Linked DNA regions of Mus musculus: all the other regions are linked to region 1. The links are chromatin contacts, called in public HiChIP or PLAC-seq maps. All regions are on one chromosome and are shown on one strand. The core of a region is the stretch at or near the end of the contact, and the rest is flanking DNA. Distances in the headings are between cores, read along the strand shown. Region 1 has its middle 11 kb from the start of Gm38687. Region 2 holds the start of Cntn2 (contactin 2). Region 3 overlaps Nfasc (neurofascin).

Region 1 (2,794 bases), core at 194-2,693:
GACCAATAGTAACTATAGAGAGAAGAGATTGTAGTGGTATTGAGAGGGGAAAAATTGGGGGCTAAAGAGATGGCTCAGTGGTTAGCAGTGCATACTTCCCTTCAGAGGCCTGTGTCTGGGTCTCAGCCCCCATGTAAGGTGACTCACCTCACTGTTACTCCAGCTCCAGGGATCCAGTGCCTCTGGCTCAGTAACACATGCATATAATTAACAATTCTTTTTATCTGGGTGATGGCGGTACGAGCCTTTAACCCCAGCACCCAGGAGGCAGAGGCAAGCTCATCTTTGTGAGTTCAAGGCCAGCCTAGTGTATGGACAGAGTTCCAGGACACCAGGCCTTCGGAGAGAAACCCTGTCTCAGCAACAAAAACCACCTCACAGAGAACATGTAAGCAGAGCAACTGCTTGTTTTAGGTTTAGAGCACAGCTTGTAAAAAGATGTCTTTTAGGCTAACATGACCTTGTCATGACTTGATCATCTTCATTTTGCAAAGACAGGAAATGATCCATGACCTTGTCTGACCTCAACTCAACCTGGGCCTCTACCTTTGGGGGGAAAAACTCATTAGTAGGCAGTAAGCAAAACATTTGAGTTGTAGAGGCTTTAAACTTCTACTGCCCTAATTGGGAGTCTTTAGTTTGTGCAAAACGTGCATGCACCTGTGGTAAATTGCCATATACTGTTTAAGCTTAGGTGGGACTCTGGGAGTAAGGAGACCCTCCTTGTTTCCTCTAAAACTCCTTGTCTTGGCAGAGTTGGTCCCTAATTTGTAACAAGGAGGATGGGAAACAGCAAGCACCTAAGAGTAGTCATTACTGTGCTGGACTGGGGAGGTGGCTCAGGGGTGAGGAACACTTGATGCCCTTCCCTAGGGATTGAGTTCGGGTCCCAGGACTCCGGACTGGCAGCCTGGTAGTCCACAACTGCTAACTCTTGCTCCAGGGCATCCAACATCTCCGGATTCCTGAGGCAACGTGCACATACACACCACCCCTGTATGAGCAGCCATTTAAAAAAAAAAAGATTTTATTTATTATATGTAAGTACACTGTAACTGTCTTCAGATGCACCAGAATTCACCATACAGACCATGCTGGTCTTAACCTCAGAGATTTATCTGTCCTTGCCTCCCAAGTGTCTGGATTAAAGTTGTTTATCACCATGCCTGCCAGAACTTTGTACTTTTGTTTGCTGGCTATAATAAACTTCTTCAGAATCCAAAGCATGGGTGGTGTTATCATTTCTGGATTGTACAAAAAAGTTTGAAATATTTTCACTTCGTGCAAACTTTGACGCGAAGCCTGACTTGCCAGTTGTTTACTGGGTGACCTGAGGCAAACCATTTAATGTCTCTAGCCCTTAGCTCCTGGTTTATACAACAGGCATAGTGGACAAATGAGGTACCACTGGTGAGGTGCTTGGCTGTCTTCACCAGTGGGGCATAGCCTTGGTCGCCCACCAGAGGGCACTAGTAACCTAAAAAATTGAGGATGTTCCTTCCTTCAAACACAGCCATAGGTCTTTAAATATCTATGGTTGCGGTGTTTGGGGGATCTTTGCTAAGATTCTTCTAAAGTCCACCACCATAGCCTTAAGTAAAAGAACTCGTGATACTTTAACCGCACACCAGCCACGAGGAATATTTTATTTTTATTTTGTCTGCGTTTACTGTCCCCTCTCCATCTCAAGCCTTCCTGGAACCTAGCTACAGATGTCTTCTCTCAGTGATAACCTATCCCTTGTTCGAAGCTTATCCAAACACATCTCATTGCGCCTCCCATCCCCCACAGCTTTCATCCCAACAGGCAAAAGGGGCAGTGGTCTGTTTCCGAACTCTGTAGAGCGTTAGAAGTTGTCTCCTGAACTGCTCTGTGGGTGTCTAGTAATCCACAGATGGCCACCACAGAAAGCCTTGTTCACCGGAGAGAAATGTCCCATGAGGTGGGAGAAACCAACACCATGGTCTCCCTCAGATATTCTTGACTTTAGGAGAACAACAGATTTAAGCATGTATCATATATGTATTTGCTTCTTAAAATCTGTCTTCGGGGGCTGGAGAGAGAGCTCAGCAGTAAAGAGCTCTGGCTGCCCTTTCAGAGGACCCGGGTTCAGTCCCCAGCACCCACATGGCAGCTCACAACTGTCTGTACATAACTCCTGTTCAGGGGACCCGACACCCTCCCTCACAAAGACACACAGATCACCAGTGTACATAAAAATACAATTTAAAATCTATCTTAGGTTAATCCGGTGGGAAGGCAATTCGGCTCCAGGTTAGCTCACCACTGTCCCAGGGAAGGGGCCAGAAGGAAGTGCCAAGCACGGTCTAGGACCATGGAACCACAGAATGCTTAGGTGGCTGAGATGGCACCCCAGAAGTCAGTTCCAGCACCTTATTGTTTAGAGAACAGAAGTGGCACCACCAGGACAGGAACTTCATTAGTATCAGGTTTATCTCATTTATAAAGATTTATTTTTATGTGTATGGGTGGGTGTTTTGCCTGCATATGCATGCAGTGACAGAGGCCAAAAGAGGGCAGTGGAGCACTTATAACTGGAGTGTTGTTAGCTACTGTGTGCGTGCCCCATGCATGCACATGTATGTGAAACTGAATCTGGGAACCCTGCAAGAGCAACAAGTGCTCTTAGCCTCTGGGCCTTGTCCATAGCTCCACATCAGTCATTTCAGCAGCACTGAGATTCAGTTCTGTGGGCAGGCACGCTAATTCTCTTTTACTGTCCTCATTGATACTAAGGCTTGTGTGTTAGTGTATGCCAAGTGTCTGCTTTGCA
Region 2 (2,794 bases), core at 192-2,691, 440 kb after region 1:
GTGGATGGAGCACGTCTCACTTGGGCGATGTTAGCTGTGTAATGTAACTCAGGACCTTGAGAACAGCAAACTTGTCACAGACAGACAGACAGACAGACAGGACCATGATATCGGGGATAGGCCACCCTGGAGGAGGTGGATATGACTGTCTAGTCACAAATTTAATTAAAAATTACCTGAGAAACATCTTAGTAGAGTTTAGGCATCTCTGTATCAGAACAAAGACGTTGTGCTTTGGAGGTGTGCCCGCCCTTGCGGGGCACTGAGAGAAGAGAGGCAGAAGTCTCTGAAGCATTAGGATCCTCATTCTTCCCCAGGCCCACAGCCACTGGCCAGTCAGCAAGACAGGAGCCGCGTTCCTATTTGACAGGTATCACGTTTGAAACTCAGAGGCTGGCCAGCTTTGCCAGCTGTTGCAGCATCTGGGCCACTAGCCAGTTTGGCCCTGGACAGCAGGCAACCCAAGTGGGGTGAAAAGACAGTGACAGCCTGTCAGGGCTGACTGGTGCTGCAGATGGTGGGTCCCTCTGCCTGCAGACTTCAGTCTTCCCGAGCATGTCACCACACGACAGGTGCAGGGCAGGAGGGGTACACTCCTACCCAGGGTGAACCCCTGGAATCTCAGAGCTAGCAGAGGCCTCAGCCATCTTTAACCATTGCAGGTTACCAGTGTGGCTCAAAGGAGGCAGGGGACTTAGCCAAACACACACATCCTATCAATAGCAAAGACTCCAGACCCACCAGCTTTTCATGAAGTCTCACCTTTTGCTGTCTAAAAGAGGGCTGGATCTAGGGGTACCCGTGTACAAAGGTGTCCAAACTCAATTGTATAGTTAATATATTTTGCACATTACGATGTATTTTGTGGTCTCATTTTCATAAATTAATTCTCACAACCCAAGTGAAAATATAAACCTAGAGGTGGGTATTCAAATTTGTTAAGAATGGGTTAAGAATCTGAGACTTTTGCTATTTTTAATGTCTTTTACAGTTTAACCATTTTGACAGCAACAACGACAAAATTCCATGTTACTTCTGGGCAAATACAAGGAAAAGGAACGTGATGGGCGAGGGGACCGGGATAATGGAGGCTGAGCCCTTCTTCACAGCTGCCCCGCACAGCAAATTGGAGGCTTGCTGTGGATCCCATTCTCTAACAAGGGACTAGGTAAGGAGAGAAGCGAGACGCCGGGTGCCCTTGTGTCTCCAGAATTTCAGAAGCAAGAGACACTTTTTTGTGCCTTCTCAGAGCGCCCCTCTGCAGCTTTGGGCTGGGCACGGAGCTGGCCAAGCTTGATGGAAGACGGCAGCGCTCTGGCTCACTCCCTGGTCCTTAAATGACAGCAAATGAGGTAAAGCCAGGAGGGTGGGGACGGCGGGGTGGGAGGGGGCAGAGGAAGCCATCTCCGGCCGAGCGTTGGCTGAGGAGCCGAGCCAGCCAGTGAGCGGAGCCTGCGAGAGGGAGGAGCGCATCCTGATGCAGAGATGCTGCAGTGGCTCGGGGCGCGCACACACATACGCACCCTCGCCCGCTGCCGCCACGCCAGGACAGCCAGTGGCTAAGGCCGGCGGGGCCAAGCAGCCCCGAGGCTGGCGGCAGGGTCTGCTCACCAGGCAACCGCAGCACTGCCCCAGCCAACACCCTTCCCGCACTCTAGGTAGGTGCCTATCATTTTTGTCTGTTCCAGTTCAGAGGTTTCCCTGGGTGCTGTTTCAAGAGGGGCTCCCGGCTCAGCCCTTATAAATGTCTTCCTTGAAACTTGGGAGGGGACAGGGACAGGCAGCAGGCTGGGTCCCAATTGATCTCTCATCCCAGCCCCATAGTAGCGACCCCGCAGGCTCTTACCCGTCCTGTCTAGGTGGGTGGCATTCTGCAAGGCCTGATTTACTGGTCCAGGAAGCTGGCCCCTGGGAGGGTCCAGAAATCTGAGCAGGCAGTGGTAACTACCTGCCAAAAGGGTAGGGGCTCCAAGACCTGCCCTGGACCCCAGCCAGTGCCCAGCAGCTCTGTAGGGCCAGGCTCTACCCTGTCCCTGGAACTCCCTAGATGAACCTGAACCTGAGTTTCCAAATGCTGAGTTCATGTGGGGGGCTGCTTTTGCCGGGTGACCTCCTTGTGAAGTCTTGGTTCTGCTGGACTAGGAAGGCTATTGAAGAGAGGCGAGAACAGAACACAAGTTTGGGTAAAGGCTGTCCAGAAGCTGGAACTTGGGAGAGAAACTGAGGCAAGTCACATCCCTCCAAGGGTGAGGCTGGAATGTAGCCTGCAGTTCCTTTTCCCCTCCTCCCTCCTCAACCTTGTCTTCTCAGATCCCTCCCCCTCAGCCTCCCTGGTGGGAGGGAAGGATTTGCTCAAAGTTTGGCTTTCCAGGGGATTCTAGAGAGAGGGGGTAACCCCTCTGCCTAGCCCCATAGCTTATGTAATGGGCTACAGGAGGAAACAGCCCCAGCCAGGGAGTGTCTGTCACCACCTCCAAGACTGGCTGCAGCACTGGGGGGGCAAGAGGCTAAGGTGAAGCCATGCCTAGAGACTAGTGTCTTGGGCTGCACAGGCAGCCTGGACGGTGAAGCTCTGCCCCCAACCCTACCCCATCCCCACCCCATCCCCACCCCTGGGAGGTAGGGGGAGTTGAGCTTCCTTCCGGTCTTCAGGGTAAAGACGCCAAAGTTGTTAGTACATTTGTAACTAGTGTGACCAGCACAGAGTGGTTCTGCATGCAGTGACCTCAGTCCTGTACAAGGGTGGGTTTGAACCCTTCTGCCTAGGAGACAGGAGAGGGAACTGTCCGCATAG
Region 3 (2,794 bases), core at 109-2,608, 330 kb after region 1:
CAAGTTCTATGTATGTCCCTACAGTGAGGTGCAGGCCACCCCCACTCCAGAGCAGCTGCTGCCTTCCGCAGGCCTCTGGTCCTGCCGGTGGCCTGTGAGTCACACAGTGCCCTGGGATGCTTTCCCACCCCAGGAAGTATGGTGTGACACTAGATGCTCCCTAGGTCCTCCCGGTTGTCACCTAGAGGAAAAGGTCATGTCTCACTTCCTTCCACCCCTTCTTCTCCCCAGCTTAATAGCCAGGTGATTCACCTGAAGGTATCAGGTTTCAGCCTATAGATCTGGTCATTGTGCAGGAAAGGCCAAATGACTAATGCAAACCCAGGCATTCTCTTCTGCCCTTCCCCAGAGAGAAAGAATGAAGACTGGCTGACACCTTCCCCTATTCCAGAAGCCTCGGTGGCCTCAGCTCAGGCTTGCAGAGGAGGCAACCTGCTTATATCTTTAATGGGAAGGAGCCCTGCACTCCTCCCCATTCCTGCCTGACAATGGAATGGAGCCAAGCACCAAGCACACCATGAGGCACACCAGGGCAGCTGGAGACCACCCCTTCCAGCCCCAAGAAGGCAGACAAGGAGTCAGCCTTGTACCAGGTTTCCCTGGCTGTGTGAAAGTCCTAAATGATTGTTGGCCCACACCCAGGTCAGGAAGCTAGTGTCTGTCCTCGCTGGGTCAGAGGAAGGCAGTACAGGAGAAACAGGCAAAAGAATGCCTCCTTCCCCACCAAGAGGCATCCCTGGTATGGTGCAATTCCTGAGTCTTTCAGTAGGAGGTGATCACGTGGGCAGATTGACTTTCACAGAAGATGCAGAGCGGTGAGGACAGTTCATCTGTGACAAGAAGGAGATTCGGTGACACAATGCCAGATGCTGTCACAGCAGGAAAGCCAGGAGCTCCTCCACACTTCTTCCTTGTCTGATATCACCTTCCAAAAACCCCATCTACCTTTCTCCTCCGCACTGGTGTTTTGTCTCCTTGGCACGTGGTAGTGGCCATGTTTGGCTGGTATTTTGAGTTCCCAAGAACCCACGTGTTGGCCTTAGATGCCCATGAGCTGGACAGTTTCTTGTACTTGGATGGTTGTCTGCCATTCCCTTCATTGGTATGAGAGAGACAGAGTGGGAGTGGGTGTCACTGGGCCACTGGATCACCCAAGAGGGACCTTGGGTGTCTCAGGCCGACCACTCTGCTTCAGAGCATTTCCAAAATCAGCATTTCTAATGCCTTAGAATGAACAGTGGGAGGCTGAAAAGGCACCTGCACAGCTGGGCTCTGAGAGCCAGCAAGGATAGCACTGAGGGTGAACCTGCCTGCGGTCAAGCAGAGTAAAAGCTGAAAGGGAGTGGGGGAGCATTCTGGAAAGTAAAGACATCTGGGGAGTCGGCTGGCTGAGCAGTAAGAGGCTCTGCTTCCGAGGACTCCGAGTTAAGAGATCCCAGCAATTGCCGCTGCCTCACCACTTCCGCATAACCACTAACAGCAGATTCATCAGGCCTTTTATTAATTGAGGATCTATTAGGCAGATGTACTTGATGAGCCAAATACCTCCCCATAGTAGAACGTGTCTAATACAATGGCTGCTCGTGAGGATTTATCACGCTGTCTCGCTGCAGCTGCAGAGGGAGACACGATGCAGGCTCAGCACTGATCAGAGTGGGTACAGGACACTGACCCAGGGCTCCTCCCACAAGGCAGGAGGCAATGGCCACAGGGTGAGCATGGGGTGTGCTGGGGACCAAGGGGAATTGTCCTGACATGGAGGAGACAGCGAGGTCCTTGAATTAGTGGTGCAAGTCAGCGCACTAAATAAGGAGAGAGGATCTGGGAAGCAGAAAGGACAGGTTTGAGTCTGGGCTGGACAGAAGACCCGGGCTGCTTATTATTGGTGGAATGTGAGTGAGAATGTGGACTTACCCTTTCATCTTTCCCTGGCAGACACGGCATGCAGGGCTCTCTGCCCTTCGAGGAGGGGGACTGGGATTTGTTTTTATGTATAAAACAGTGCTTCTCAGCCTTCCATAGTGCTGCAACCCATTAATACAGTTCCTCATGTTGTGGGGATGCCCAACCATATAGTTATTTCGTTGCTACTTCATACCTGTAATTTTGCTACTGTTATGAATCATACTGTAAATATTCATGAAAGGGTCATTCGACCCACAGGTTGAGAACCGCTGATATAAGCCATTTGCTAATGTCATGGTTTCGAGTATTAGGAGTGAATTATTTGCATCTTCTAGTCCATCGGGGGACAGCTTGCCTTTCCATGTAGAATTGTAGTCACTTGGGATGACTCTGAGCCCTGGCAGATCTCCCACCCATGATCAGATGTGCCTCTGATCCCGTGATCCCAGGTTGTTTGGGGACAGCTCTCGTGATCAGCCTTGCTGCCTGTCTTTTCAATGGGAGCGGCTGGGATTTGCGTTGGCTTCCGGGGGGCCTTTATTATCTCCCTGCTCCCCCACAATTTCCCATGGCAGTGATGTGTGAATGTGTTCCTTAGTTGGTTCTTGTAGTACTATTCTAGTCTCTGGATTAGCTTATTTCCAAGAGCTAATTGCTGGCATGTAGCCTCCGCTCTACTCTGTTGGTGTACCCCTAGGCATAAATTCACGCACACAGCCTGGGAGAGCCTACAAGACTGTTATTCATGGCTTGGGGGCGTTTCAAATGGAACTTAACCCATTCCAAGCCCAGTCTCCCTGAGCCCTGACCATGAGCCTGCTTGCTCCTCCTCCTGTGTTTCCAGGGCCAGCTCAGCAGCAGACAGTCCCCTTTCCAGCCTGGAACTCTC

The links. HiChIP or PLAC-seq counts read pairs in DNA pulled down with a chosen protein or histone mark.
Region 2: an H3K27ac HiChIP or PLAC-seq map of embryonic stem cells shows a contact between it and region 1, with 4 times the contacts expected there. The contact joins the promoter of Cntn2 here to the enhancer-like site in region 1. A contact is called at or near these places in 8 of 39 promoter capture datasets (the 3T3-L1 cell line, the HPC-7 cell line, cranial neural crest and 3 more), 2 of 484 Hi-C or Micro-C datasets (both in embryonic stem cells), 4 of 115 datasets of contacts at active chromatin or transcription factors (astrocytes, embryonic basal ganglia, embryonic forebrain and 1 more) and 1 of 9 other capture datasets (embryonic stem cells).
Region 3: a contact with region 1 is called in an H3K27ac HiChIP or PLAC-seq map of embryonic stem cells, with 2.5 times the contacts expected there. The contact joins two enhancer-like sites. A contact is called at or near these places in 1 of 115 datasets of contacts at active chromatin or transcription factors (embryonic stem cells) and 1 of 9 other capture datasets (embryonic stem cells).

What each region holds. Positions count from the first base shown.
Region 1 is chr1:132,981,565-132,984,358 of GRCm38.p6, reverse strand. No RefSeq gene overlaps it. Among named protein-coding and RNA genes, the nearest start is that of Gm38687, 11 kb to the right of the region's middle. Within about 2 kb of position 1,443, at least 9 of the 459 cell types and tissues checked have an H3K27ac peak or open chromatin away from gene starts, as enhancers often do. A contact at or near this core is called in embryonic stem cells, where this site is marked.
Region 2 is chr1:132,541,587-132,544,380 of GRCm38.p6, reverse strand. Cntn2 (contactin 2) reads left to right here and starts at 1,441. Exons shown (of 23, transcript NM_177129.5): 1 at 1,441-1,658.
Region 3 is chr1:132,653,810-132,656,603 of GRCm38.p6, reverse strand. All of the region lies in intron 2 of Nfasc (neurofascin), which reads left to right. Among named protein-coding and RNA genes, the nearest start is that of Gm46157, 13 kb to the left of the region's middle. Within about 2 kb of position 1,358, at least 31 of the 459 cell types and tissues checked have an H3K27ac peak or open chromatin away from gene starts, as enhancers often do. A contact at or near this core is called in embryonic stem cells, where this site is marked.